2 separate regions of the Pan troglodytes genome follow, and region 1 is linked to region 2. The links are chromatin contacts, called in public Hi-C maps. All regions are on one chromosome and are shown on one strand. Each heading gives the region's core, a stretch centred on a gene start, on an enhancer-like site or on the middle of the called end of the contact. The rest is flanking DNA. Distances are from core to core; before and after follow the strand shown.

The links. A called contact is a pair of places that touch in the nucleus more often than the background predicts.
Region 1: a contact with region 2 is called in a Hi-C map of stem cell-derived neural progenitor cells, with 6 times the contacts expected there. The contact joins two enhancer-like sites. A contact is called at or near these places in 2 of 7 Hi-C or Micro-C datasets (induced pluripotent stem cells and stem cell-derived neural progenitor cells), 1 of 1 datasets of contacts at active chromatin or transcription factors (stem cell-derived excitatory neurons) and 1 of 1 other capture datasets (stem cell-derived neural stem cells).

What each region holds. Positions count from the first base shown.
Region 1 is chr2:119,118,762-119,124,668 of NHGRI_mPanTro3-v2.0_pri, reverse strand. No RefSeq gene overlaps it. Among named protein-coding and RNA genes, the nearest start is that of GAP43, 160 kb to the right of the region's middle. Within about 2 kb of position 2,423, at least 14 of the 24 cell types and tissues checked have an H3K27ac peak or open chromatin away from gene starts, as enhancers often do. A contact at or near this core is called in stem cell-derived neural progenitor cells and stem cell-derived neural stem cells, where this site is marked.
Region 2 is chr2:118,532,232-118,538,546 of NHGRI_mPanTro3-v2.0_pri, reverse strand. The region is part of intron 3 of LOC134809466 (a long non-coding RNA gene); the gene reads right to left. Among named protein-coding and RNA genes, the nearest start is that of ZBTB20, 72 kb to the right of the region's middle. Within about 2 kb of position 4,981, at least 6 of the 24 cell types and tissues checked have an H3K27ac peak or open chromatin away from gene starts, as enhancers often do. A contact at or near this core is called in stem cell-derived neural progenitor cells and stem cell-derived neural stem cells, where this site is marked.

The sequences.
Region 1 (5,907 bases), core at 1,174-3,673, 590 kb before region 2:
AGATTCAAGCAGAAAGACATATCATGGAGGAATAAAAAGGAAACTAGGGAAGTGAAACGTAAATGTTCGCATATTAAGAGGATAATTAAACAATTATTTAATGATTTGGAGATAACATAGTCAATTGGTTCTGAAACACTTGTGGCAAACATCCTTTGTCTCCATGGCATTGTTTTGCCTTTGCTTCAGGAAGCATCCTCTGAGTTTGCAAAGCATGTTCACTTATATTATCTCTTTTGAACTTCAGAACAACTGATTGCGGCAAAAATATTATAACTCTCCCCCTCTGATATAGCCATGTCAGAGAAAGGTTTTGTATTTGGAAGTCCCAAAGCATTTTTCTCTTCTTGTTGCTTACATGCATCATAATCCATTTACTAAAATTATGAAAGAATGGTTTATCTCCAAATTGCATTCCTATCCTCAATAATCCCTGGGCACGCCTCAGTATGAAGGTCAAACACCAAGGATGGCCACTCTCCTCAGAGCTCCCTCTGAATGAATTAAGCAATGCTGACCCACAAGATGTCCATCCTCTCTATGCAATCACACAGATAGGCAGCCACCTCTCAGTATGCCAAAATAAGCTGTACTGACCAAAATATTTTCATGAAACCATTTGTTACGGTAAATGAGTTTGGGCATTACTGCCCACGCCCATATGCAATGATTTATCTTCTGCCAAAACAATTTTTATCATCCTGTCCAGACTTTCTAAATGTGACCCCCCACACACATACTTGTGTGTGGGGTAATGTTGGCAAAATAGTAACTAAGAATGGGGTATAGAAAATCCCTTTTAACCTTTTTGCCACCGTAACAAGCTATAGCCTAACACAGATCCTGCAAAAACTCTCTCTTTCTTTTGTTCTTCTAGGGAAAATGAAAGGATTAGGTCAAGAGTTACAGATGTGATCCAGAAGAACCTTTTTTTGTGGCTATTTGTGGCTGTTGGGGCTTTGTTTTGCTTGTTTGTTGATGAGTAGGTGGCAGAAGCCTTTTCAAGAGTGTTTGTCACGTACATTTGGATTCTGAGCAGCTACTGGTCTATTTCCCAAAGGACAAGTGAGCCCACAGAGGTCAGTGGAGAGAGGGAGAGAGTGTGTGTGTGCATGCTCATGAAACGTGGATCAGAATAACAAAAGCAGATGTAGCTGATGGCAGAGGGGCAAGGCTGGAGTTAATAAACCAGCACGCACAGAGGGTTCTGTCAGATGCAGGGAATGCATGACATAATTGTTTCTGCCTCTAATGATCTTAGTGATGTGGGAGACATGAGAATATTAAAACAAGACAGAAAAATGGAAACTCATTTCTAGCAGCTGCCAAACAAAATGGGACGTAAAGCAGGAGAGAGGTATATTGAAATGTTCACAAGGTTCACTTCACCAAAATGAAACTTTACCTCTCACAGATGTCAAATCCTCACCTCTCTCTCATGCAGAAGTCCCCTCCCATTTCCCATCAAACTGTTGCTCCCTGCATTCTTTCTGCATCCTTCCCTGTCACTCTCTTCCCTTGTCACTGTCACTTTGCCTCTCTTGCTTTTTAATCTCTTTCATTTTTCCCCTTCCTTCCTCCCCTCTCCATTATCCTGTCACCACAAACATGCTCTTACAGTTGTTCTCCCCCCTTCCCTCTCTCACACGCGTACACGCACACAAGAACATACACGCACAGACCACACCCCTTCTCATTCATTAGTAATCAACCTGGGAGCCACATCTCCTAATCCCAGAAGTTGAATGGAGCTGTAAAAATGCTCCCTTTGAAAAACACCCAGAAGTGACGCTCCCTGGGCTGCAGGTGGGCGGTGGTGTCGGCGCTGCTGCGATGCTTGCTCCTGCCACGAGGGGGCAGAAGTGCGCGCCGAACGCAGCGCTGCCCGTCGGCGCAGGGAAGGCGGCGCGGACGGCTGCTCATCCGGTGTCACCCGTCACCGCGGCTGACAGCCTGCGTCAGGATTCCGCCCGCGTCCCAGGCGAGCACGGAGGGGCGCAGAGAATAAGCAAACGATTTCTGATGAGTGCGGGCGGGGTGAATTCCGCCTCGGGCTAGTACAGATAGATCTTTTCCAGAAACAAAGGAGTGAGTCAGGCCGCCTGTGATTCGAGAAGGGAGAGAGGCAGGGCTGGGCGCGACCGCTGGGGCCCGGCCGCCTAGCTTCTCCCCGCCCGCCTTCCTGCGCCCTCCCTCCTGCCCTGCGGCCCGCGCACCCCCCGCCCACCCGCTCGCGCTGCTGCGGGGCTCCTTCCCCAGGCAGCTGCAGGCGCCGCCGGGTCGGGAGGAAGCTAGAAGGCGGTGTTGCTTGGCCACCTGGGGGCGGGGATGGAGCCGGCCTGCAGAGAGGGAGCGCGGGTGTGTTGGGGGCAGGGTGGGTTTGCAGCCTTTCCTAGGGGTGCGGCTTCCAGCAGTGATGGCAGGGTGAACTCGGCGGCAGGGGGCAGCAACGCTTCTGTCAACCGGCAGCCTCCGCGTGGCTGGGTACTAGAGCTCTGCACATGTTTGTCATAGGTCAGCTCCCCCGACACGTGCGTGCACACGGGGTCCTGGGGTCTTGTTGTGATTCCGCCCCCTTTTACTCCAAAAGAGAGGTAACAGCGTCAACAAGCAGAATAATAAAAAGCGTTTATCGAGTGCTACGCGCAAGGCAGGCTCTGTTTTTACAGTAAATTTATAAATTATTAATTTTAATAAAATGATAGTAAATAATAGCAATATGCCCAAATGATGCTGATTGATAACTATCTTATTTCCTTCGTTTTAAGTTGAGAGGATGCAGAAGTATTTTTTTTTTTCTCTTTCAAGAAGATAGCTAGGTCTGGTTCTCCCTATTTCCAGAGGAGCAAGATGCCTTTATATTTATTCGTGTTGGAAAAACTAGGGTTATAACTACCGTTGGACAGGATTCAGCCTCCGGGCTGTTTTCCCTCCGTGCATTTTTTTTTTTTTTTCTTTTAAGACAGCGTTTCGCTCTTGTTGCCCAGGCTGGAGTGCAATGGTGCAATCTAGGCTCACTGCAACCTCTGCTTCCCAGATTCAAGCGATTCTGCTGCCTCAGCCTCCTGAGTAGCTGGTACTACAGGCGTGCGCCACCACGCCCGGGAAATTTTTGTATTTTTAGTAGAGACGGAGTTTCACCATGTTGACCAGGCTAGTCTCGAACTCCTGCCCTCAGGTGATCCGCCTGCCTCGGCTTCCCAAAGTGCTGGGATTACAGGTGTGAGTCACCGTGCCCGCTCCGTGCATATTTTTTAAGTGGGAATTTTCATGTAACTGTCCCAATTTACAGCATCCCTTGAACAAGAGAACATCTAGAGACTTGACCTAAATGGTAACCCCATTGGTGGGAGTTGAGGAGCTGTTACTGCCATTAGAAGGGGCAAGTGGCTCTCCAGTTTGCCACAGTACCCACCTTGCCCTAATACGGACTGTTATTACTTGAAGCTGCACCCCTGGGGGAAGGCTACAAGTCAACCCTCTCTCCCCTAACACAAACACACACACACACACACACACACTCTCTCACTCTCTCACACAATCTGTCTCTCAATCTCTCCTTTATTTATAAAAGTAAATATTAGACCATAAGTTTCACGAGAGAAGGAATTTTGTCTTATATTTCTTTTGAATCCCTCATAGAAATTCACTGATCTGGACATATTGTAGATACCGCTAAGAACTGCTGAATGGAAATTTGTTGAATAAAATGAGCAATGGAACATTATTTAAACTGTCAGGCTACCACAGATATTGCATCCATTATTTTTAAGGACTATAAAAACATTCATACAAGGCACAACAATTTCTGCTACACGTGCATGCATAAACAGAATTTGATGTTGAAAGCAAAAAAATGTACAACAAAATTAATGTATATGTACTTAATTATAAAAATAAACATTTTTGTTCCTTAGTAATCAGACACAGTAATAGTCTGAGAAATACTAAAGAATGATAGAACTACTCTTTTGTAAGCATTTCAATCTATAGCAAGTTTTGAGCCTGCTATAGAGGTAAAAGAGATATGATGTGATAAAAATGTAAATCAAAATCATAGTGAAAAATAAACTAATATTCTTTTATACTGTATGGAAACGCTAGCTATGCGATACTACATTGCATATGTATCAGTTATAGTTCTACTGGGGAAGTAGAACCATTGTGAGTGATATAAAACCAGGGATTTATTATAGGGTTTAGATTCTATGCAATTATGAGAATGTGTTAAGTAGTCTAAGGCCTCTGCATCTACTTTTGTGCGTGAAGTCTGCAGGGCTGATGATCAAGAAGGAAAGATGCCTACGAAATGGATACAGCAAAGAAAAAATGAAACTCATAGTTGTTTCTCATGGCCTCCATGTAAATGACTTGCAGCATAAACTGACGCTTTTCACCAAGGAAACATACACATACCTAGCCAGGGATTCAGAGAAGCGGAAGCAGGGGTATCTAGCAGGACTTGAAGGAGCCCATGCCAACAGGGTGAACCAGCAGATCAGTGACAACTTAGGTGAGCCTGGTTTCACACCCACCTTCAAATCATAAAGATAGTTGGTGCTTCTTTTCTGCCTTCCAGATCTTGTTCATTTTTTCCTTGTGGCCAGTCCTGACCCGGAAACAAAAGGAGTTCTTGGAAATGTGGTTCCGGTTAAGCAAAACAGACACACACAAAGCCATAATAAAGGAATCTTTAAGATCGCAGCATAAAAATCACTGCGAAACTTGGGCTAAAGCAGGGAATTTTGAATATTCAAAAATAAATCATAAATATATGGGCGCAAATAATATATTTTTTAGTTATTTATCAGATTACTTTCTTAATCTGGGGGCATGGGAATTCAGTGGAGAATGAACAGCAAGAAGGAAAGTACTCAAGGTGATTTGAGAGGATGGACTCCAGAGGATATCACAGATTAATTTGGGTGGAGTCACATAGGCCAGGCATTTTAATAGGATTTAAGACAAGGGGAACTCAGTAGGGCCCTATGAGACAGAACTGTAGCTTCAGATCATAAAAAGAAAAAATAAACATGAAGAAAAACTACCTATTATCTCTCTGGCATAAATGGCAAACACAGAAAAGGCCAGCCACCAACACTGATGCTGGATGATGTTTATCACCACATTGAAAACTGCACTTTTAACTCTGCCCCTCACCACTTGCCCCTCTTTCAGGCTTCTCCCTCTCTGAAACCGACCCTGCATCCACCCGGTTTCTCAAGCCAAAAATCTGGGCATCAACCTTGATTTCTCTTTCCCTCATTCTATCTGCTAACTTAGTCAACTCTATCACCAAAATAGATCTTGAATATTTTCACTTCTACTGCCACCACCATAACACAAACCTGATCTACTGTTACAGCTTTTTAACCGATTTCCCACTTTCATTTTTCTCCTTCTAATCCATTATCTGAACAGCAGCCAGCATGCTAGTGTAAAAAGAGGAATCATACTATGCATTAAGCGCATAATATCTGTATTTGATTGTATTATGCTGGATGCCAACATATGGGTTCTAGAGCAGACCATATTATTATTTGCTTATACACAGGACACACCAGCTACCCTTTGCCCCAGTTCTTACCCCCAGGGCAATATAGTGAAAACTGAATGTCATGTTACATGTGAGGGAGTTCACCGCAGACAAAGGGCCTGACTACATGAATCTGGGCATTTATGTAGGAAAAAGAGGGACAGCTGTCCCCCCATGTCTAGCCTTGCAACCTGGAGATGTCTCCATGGTCCTGGTTCTTATCACACCTTGAAATGTAAACAAATATGCTTTCCGATTAAAAAAATCTGCCTAGTACTCAAGGCCTTGTCTCTGACTTTTCTCTCACTTCACTTCTGTTTCTACTGTGCTCCATTCCCACTGCTGTTCTTGTTTTCTCGTTTTGTTTTGGT
Region 2 (6,315 bases), core at 3,732-6,231:
GAACACAGCATCTACTCTATAAATGGCACCATTGGAATGAAGGAAGGAGCAGTTCACAGGGGAGGCACACTGGGAAGATAGTACCACAGTTTTCCACCATACTCTCTGTTTAATTATAACATGCTGAAATCATTGCAGCTATCATGTTAGTCATTTTTATCCTAAAAACAATCTAGCAAAATATTCAACATAGTAAGGTTGGCTGATTGCTTACAGCCAACTTCTCTCTTTGCCCAACCCTGTTTCTTCTCTCCCTCCTCTGATAGATGTTAATCCTGAGAGTGTTTTATTCTGTGTAGCGTATACTTCCTGCACGTTAATTTCCATCTCAGAGTCTGCTTCCCAGTGACCTGACTTGCAACTCAATCCCTTTCAAGAACCAAATAAAAGATATGACTAGAAAAAATTACCACATAAACATTCAATTTTATATAAACTTAGGACATCCACAACACCCTTTTTCTCACGATGGATCATAAGAGGACAGTTTAGCTACTTCATTTTGTAAATAAAGAAAGTTATTCCCAGAGATACTTGTAATTTGCCTAACGTTATATAATGACTCAATAGAACAACTAAGACTACATCCTATTCTCTAGTCACATACATTTTTCACCATCTTGAGAAGTTTGGGGCATTTAACTATTTCTAAATTTTTAATTATTCGAATTAACCTAATAATTGTGGAAAATACATCATGTTCCAGGTATCATGCTTAATGTCTATCCTCTGTTATTTCATTAAATTTCAGAGGAAACTTTTGAAGCTGACACAATAATGCCATTTTGTAAATGGCAAAACTGAGGCTTACAGGTGTAACTTTTCAGAGATAGCACAAGAGCCAAGATTTGGATTCAGTAGTCTTTATAGAACTGGTTCTACTAATAGAATACCGTACACACACATTGGAAGTGTTTTGGGGTACAATATATTTTATTGATTTTGCCATATATTACAGATCTACACAACAGGAATCTTGCACAAAATCTGAAAATGTGAACTCATTTCAAATGATTGGTTCATTAGCTCAGCAAACAACACTTATCAAGTGCTTACTATGTACCAGGAGCTTCAACAATGACCAAAAAAGGCATGGTCTCTGACTGTAAGAAATTTACAGTGGCTGGGCACAGTGGCTCACGCCTGTAATCCCAGCACTTTGGGAGGCTGAGGCGGGCGGATCATGAAGTCAGGAAATAGAGACCATCCTGGCTAACACAGTGAAACCTCATCTCTACTAAAAAATACAAAAAAATTAGCCAGGCGTGGTGGTGGGCACCTGTAGTCCCAGCTACTCGGGAGGCTGAGGCAGGAGAATGGTGTGAACTCGGGAGATGGAGCTTGCAGTGAGCCGAGATCGTGCCACTGCACTCCAGCCTGGGTGACAGAGCGAGACAACTTCATCTCAAAAAAAAAAAAAAAGAAATTTACAGTCTAGCAGGGATACAGACATTAAATTATTATAAGTGTAATTTAGTTTAATTCATGCCAAGTTTCATTTTTGTATCACATTATGATAAAGTATACAGTGTTTTAAAGGCATTTAATAGGGGGACCTAAAATAGAATCAGGAGGTTAGAGAAGACTTTCCTTAGGGAACAGCATTCAGGCTGAGAATTAGAGATGAGTTCAGTGGATTGAGGTAGGATAATACATTCAGTAGATAAAATAGGAATAAGGGAGATAGGTCTATTTTTTAATGAAGAATAACCACATATCTGGGTTCTTAGTAGTTTTGACTACCCTTGCCTCCATCTATTCTGTTTTGAGTATGTTTTATTTTGTTTGTACTATGTTTTTACCACGTTTGCTCTCTCTTCTTTAGTTCTGTAATTATTCTCTTTGATGAATGAAATGAAGTATTATTAGTAGTTCTCATTTTCTTTCTGGTATAAGCAGTATTAGTAGTTCTCATTTTCTTTCTGGTATAAGCATGCAGGCAAATGAATGCTAAAAGGTAGAAAGTTGACATTTCTTTACTTTGTGAACTTTTTGGCTATGCCCCACTGTGTGTTCTGAGCCAGTGTGTGGCATGGCAGCTGTGTTGTGGCCTCAGAGGACAGTGACATGATGTCATCAGAGGTCTCCTAGAGAGCTGCTCTCCTAGCATTATGTGTTTTGAGGAACTGTTTCAGGGTTTTGAGGAAAACACTGAAAGCAGTCTATATAGTACATCACCATCTAACTCTCCCTTCAGTGCCCCACCCACCCCAACACACGCAGCTATAAAATACCTCTCACTCAGCCTCTTCATTCATTTATGTACTTATTACTTTCCATGGTCCTTATTTGGAAAGGCAAATCCTTCTAGGAGTCATTACAAATAAAACCCCAAAATCAGGCTGAATTATTTAATCACATTTTCTGTTTTCCTTATGACCCAGAAGAAAAGGTGTCAGCAACTTGCCCACACATTTGAAATGCTGTGAATCCCTGACATTGCTCAAGTCTCAGAACCCAGTTGCTATGATCTGCACCTTGCTATGATCTGCACATTTGTGACCCCCAAAATTCATAAGTTAAAACCTAACTCCTAAGTTGATGATATTAGGAGATGGGACCATTGGGAGGTGATTAGGACATGAGGGCAGAGCCCCCAACGAATGGGATTAGTGCCCTTGTAACAGAGGTCCCAGAGAGCTAGCTAGTTCCTTCCACCATTTGAGGACATGTAGAAGGTGCCATCCATGAACCAGCATGGGGACCCTCACCTGAGTCAGCAGATGCCCTGATCTGAACTTCTCAGCCTCAGAACTGTGAGGAATAAATTTCTGTTGTGTATAAGCCACCCAGTATATGGTATTTTGTTATAGCTGCCAGAGCAGACTGAGATGCCCATTTTCCCCCTCTGTGCCTTCTTTCTATCTTTGGTACTTTGCAGTGTCACTCAGAAAGTTACAGAACAGTGTTCAAACTATTGATAGAGGCATTCTCTGCTCTCCTGGAAGATAGCCAGGCATTCCCACAGTCAGCCAAGTGACCTTCAGACATGAGAAGGACAGCCACTCTTGGAGCCACCCCTCCACTCTAGGAGCACTCTAGGTGCTCACCCCCTGGCCCACCTAATAGGGGCCATTTGCATGATCCTGTGGTCTAAGTTTAATACATGACCTGAGAAGCTAGGAAAAGAAAAGACATTGACAAGAATTAGGGAGAAAAATAATCCTGCTGGGATCTTATGATTTCCATAATCTTTATTTTCTTCAGCTGCAAAATAAGATAATTGGACAACATAGCCAAAAAGATCTCTTCCAGTTAGGGTGACCAACTTGTTGCAGTTTGCCTAAGATAGCCTTAATTTTAAAACTGAAAATGTCACATCCTGGACACCTTCTCAGTCCCTAGCAACTCAGGATAGCTGGTCATCCAATTTTCCTCTCCAGTTCATGAGGAAGTCCTAACTCATCATTTGATTGACACACACATATTTAGATTCATTTTTTGGTTTTAAAAGTAATAAGTTTCTACTTCATCATGCTTAATTTCAGCAGAAATGCAAATAATTCTGTCTTATCTCTCACATGGGCTTTAGACTTTATATATTGCACAATGTTGGTTAATGCAGGCAAATGAATGCTAAAATGTAGAAAGTTGACATTTCTTTACTTTGTGAACTTTTTGGCTATGCCCCACTGTGTGTTCTGAGCCAGTGTGTGGCATGGCAGCTGTGTTGTGGCCTCAGAGGACAGTGACATGATGTCATCAGAGGTCTCCTAGAGAGCTGCTCTCCCAGCATCATGTACCTGACAGAGAAAAACACTGCACAAGGTCTAAAACCAAGGGTCACAGTATCTGTAAATGCTACACAAATGATCACCTGCTATTTGCTATTCATATTAATGTAATTATTTCTGTGATTATTCCAAATTATTTACTTTTACAATTTCTGCTTTGAAAGAAAGCAATGACTTCATCTTTAGCCACTATTCTGAAATCAGTCATACTGACTACAATCCCTTGTTTTCTTCACAAAAGAAAGAAATCAGATGACCTTTGCTCTGACCTTTGACTTGATATTTACAAAAGCTAATTATAGGGTGGGTCAACTTCCTTTATCATTCAGAGACATTTGGTAAAGCTCTACTCTTCAATTTTTTTTTAAGTCGCTTAGAGGGCAATTTAGGGCTGTATACAGTATGATTAAATCTAGAAAGAAATAGTTAATTTGGAATTTTGGCCATCAACATTGATTTTCTCAAAACCAATCAAGTATAACATGGAAGCTGTATAAGTCAGCAATTAAAATCAGTGTTTCACTAACAAAATGAAATCAGTTATCTGCCGGTCTGGTGGTTAGAGGTCATAGACATAGAGATACACAGTCTGAGACCTTCAGCATTAAACCTCTCTCAGTTTTCACCACCACTGCCTCTACTACTGCGTCAGCAAGAAAAGGACTGCAGCAACTGTGTAGTACTTAAACTGTAAAGGTTACTTGGCTAATAAAGAGACGAATGCCGCCAAGACAGAGCACAGTCATACATCCCTGTAGTGCATGTAACTTATTTACCTTTCATATAATTGTTATGCTTATAAACAGAAGCTTAAAAAGGATAAACAGTCAGAAGAGAAAAAAAGCATTAGGTAGTCAAAACAATGATGCAACCACTCAGCATTGCGCTTTCTCCCCAAGCTTCCCTTGGCAATCTTTTTCTCAGGCTAAGAGTAAAGGTCTGATTCCTTTTGTTCATTTCAGCCACCGCCCTTTAGCAATCTGAGTCTGAGCAAGACTGCCACGCCCAATCAAGGGACAAAGGCAGAAATAAGGGAAACTCTGGGCACAGAGACAGCTTGACTTCATTTATACCTGTGCGATATGTTGGGCTCTGTGACGTGAAGGTGCAAATCAGTTGCTATCTCTATAAACAAACAATTAAAACAAGAGGCTTAAAATTTATATCTATGTTCTGAAACGCTATCTGGTAAAAGTATTCTTTTCCTAGAAAGAAAGAGATGTGGCCAAAGTGGTCTCTGATTTTCAGAAGAAGGGTGAATGCTGCCCCCTTTTGACTGAGCACAATATATACCATGTATCCATAAACCTGAAACATAAAGCAATGCACAGTGAGAATAAAGATCCTATGTCTGTAATGAGAAATCTGATTAAATATTGGAAGCTAGAAAGTATAAAGGGGCTCAAAGTTTATCTAGTACAAGTCTCAAGGGGCCTTTTCTAGCTTCTTGGAAGATTGGTCATCCTTCATCCAGGCTTCTATATCATTTTAGTTGTGTCTCTTTTGTAGATTCTCAATTCTGTCTGGAGTGATCATATGAGTTTACTGCACTGTTTCTCCTACCAGTGATAGACTCCTTGAAAGACTGAGCTACATCTTTTTATTTTGCCTGTGTAACTCTCACAGTGCCTACAAACACTTGTGCATAGTGGGTTCTCATAAATAAATGTTTATTAAATACAAATACCTAGATGAGGTCATCATAGTCTGTAGTTGTGAGTAGTTCTCTCTTTAAAAAGCTAGTGAGTCTATCTGGGATTTAAAGTTGACATTCACACAAATGGTGCCATACTTTAACCCAAGAACTGCAAACTTTTATGCACACATCCCTGGCTTATTTATAAATTATATGCATCTATTACTGAACTGTTATAGAAGTTAAAACATAAAAATTAAACAAGAGGAAAAAAACTTAGTCACACTATGTAAAGACATAACATTGAGTGAAAGAAACTAGGCACAAAAGAGAACATACTGTATGATTCCATTGACATAACACTCAAAAACAAGCAAAACTAATGCATAGGCATACCTCAGAAATATTGTGGGTTTAATTCCAGACCACCATAGTAAATAAAATATTGCAATAAGATGAATATCACAATAAAGCAATCACATGAATTTTTTTGTTTCCCAGTGCATATAAAAGTCATGTTTACACTGCCGGGCATGGTGGCTCACTCCTGTACTACCAGAATTTTGGGAGGCCAAGGTGAGCAGATTGCTTGAGCCCAGGAATTCAAGACCAGACTGAGCAATATAACAAAACCCTGTCTCTACAAAAAATACAAAAATTAGCCAGGCATGGTGGTGTGCACTTGTGGTCCTGGCTACTCTGGAGGCTAAGGTGGGAGGATGGCATGAGCCTAGGAGGCAAAGGTTGCTGTGAGCAAAGATCATGCCACCACACTCCAGTCTGGGTAGCAGAGTGAGACCCCATCTCAAAAAAAAAAAAAAACAGTTTAGTTTACACTATACTACAGCCCATTAAGTGTGTAATGGAATTACATCTAAAAACCTTAACTAAAAAATGCTAGTGATCATCTGAGTTGTAATCCTTTTGCTGGTGGGGGATCTTGTC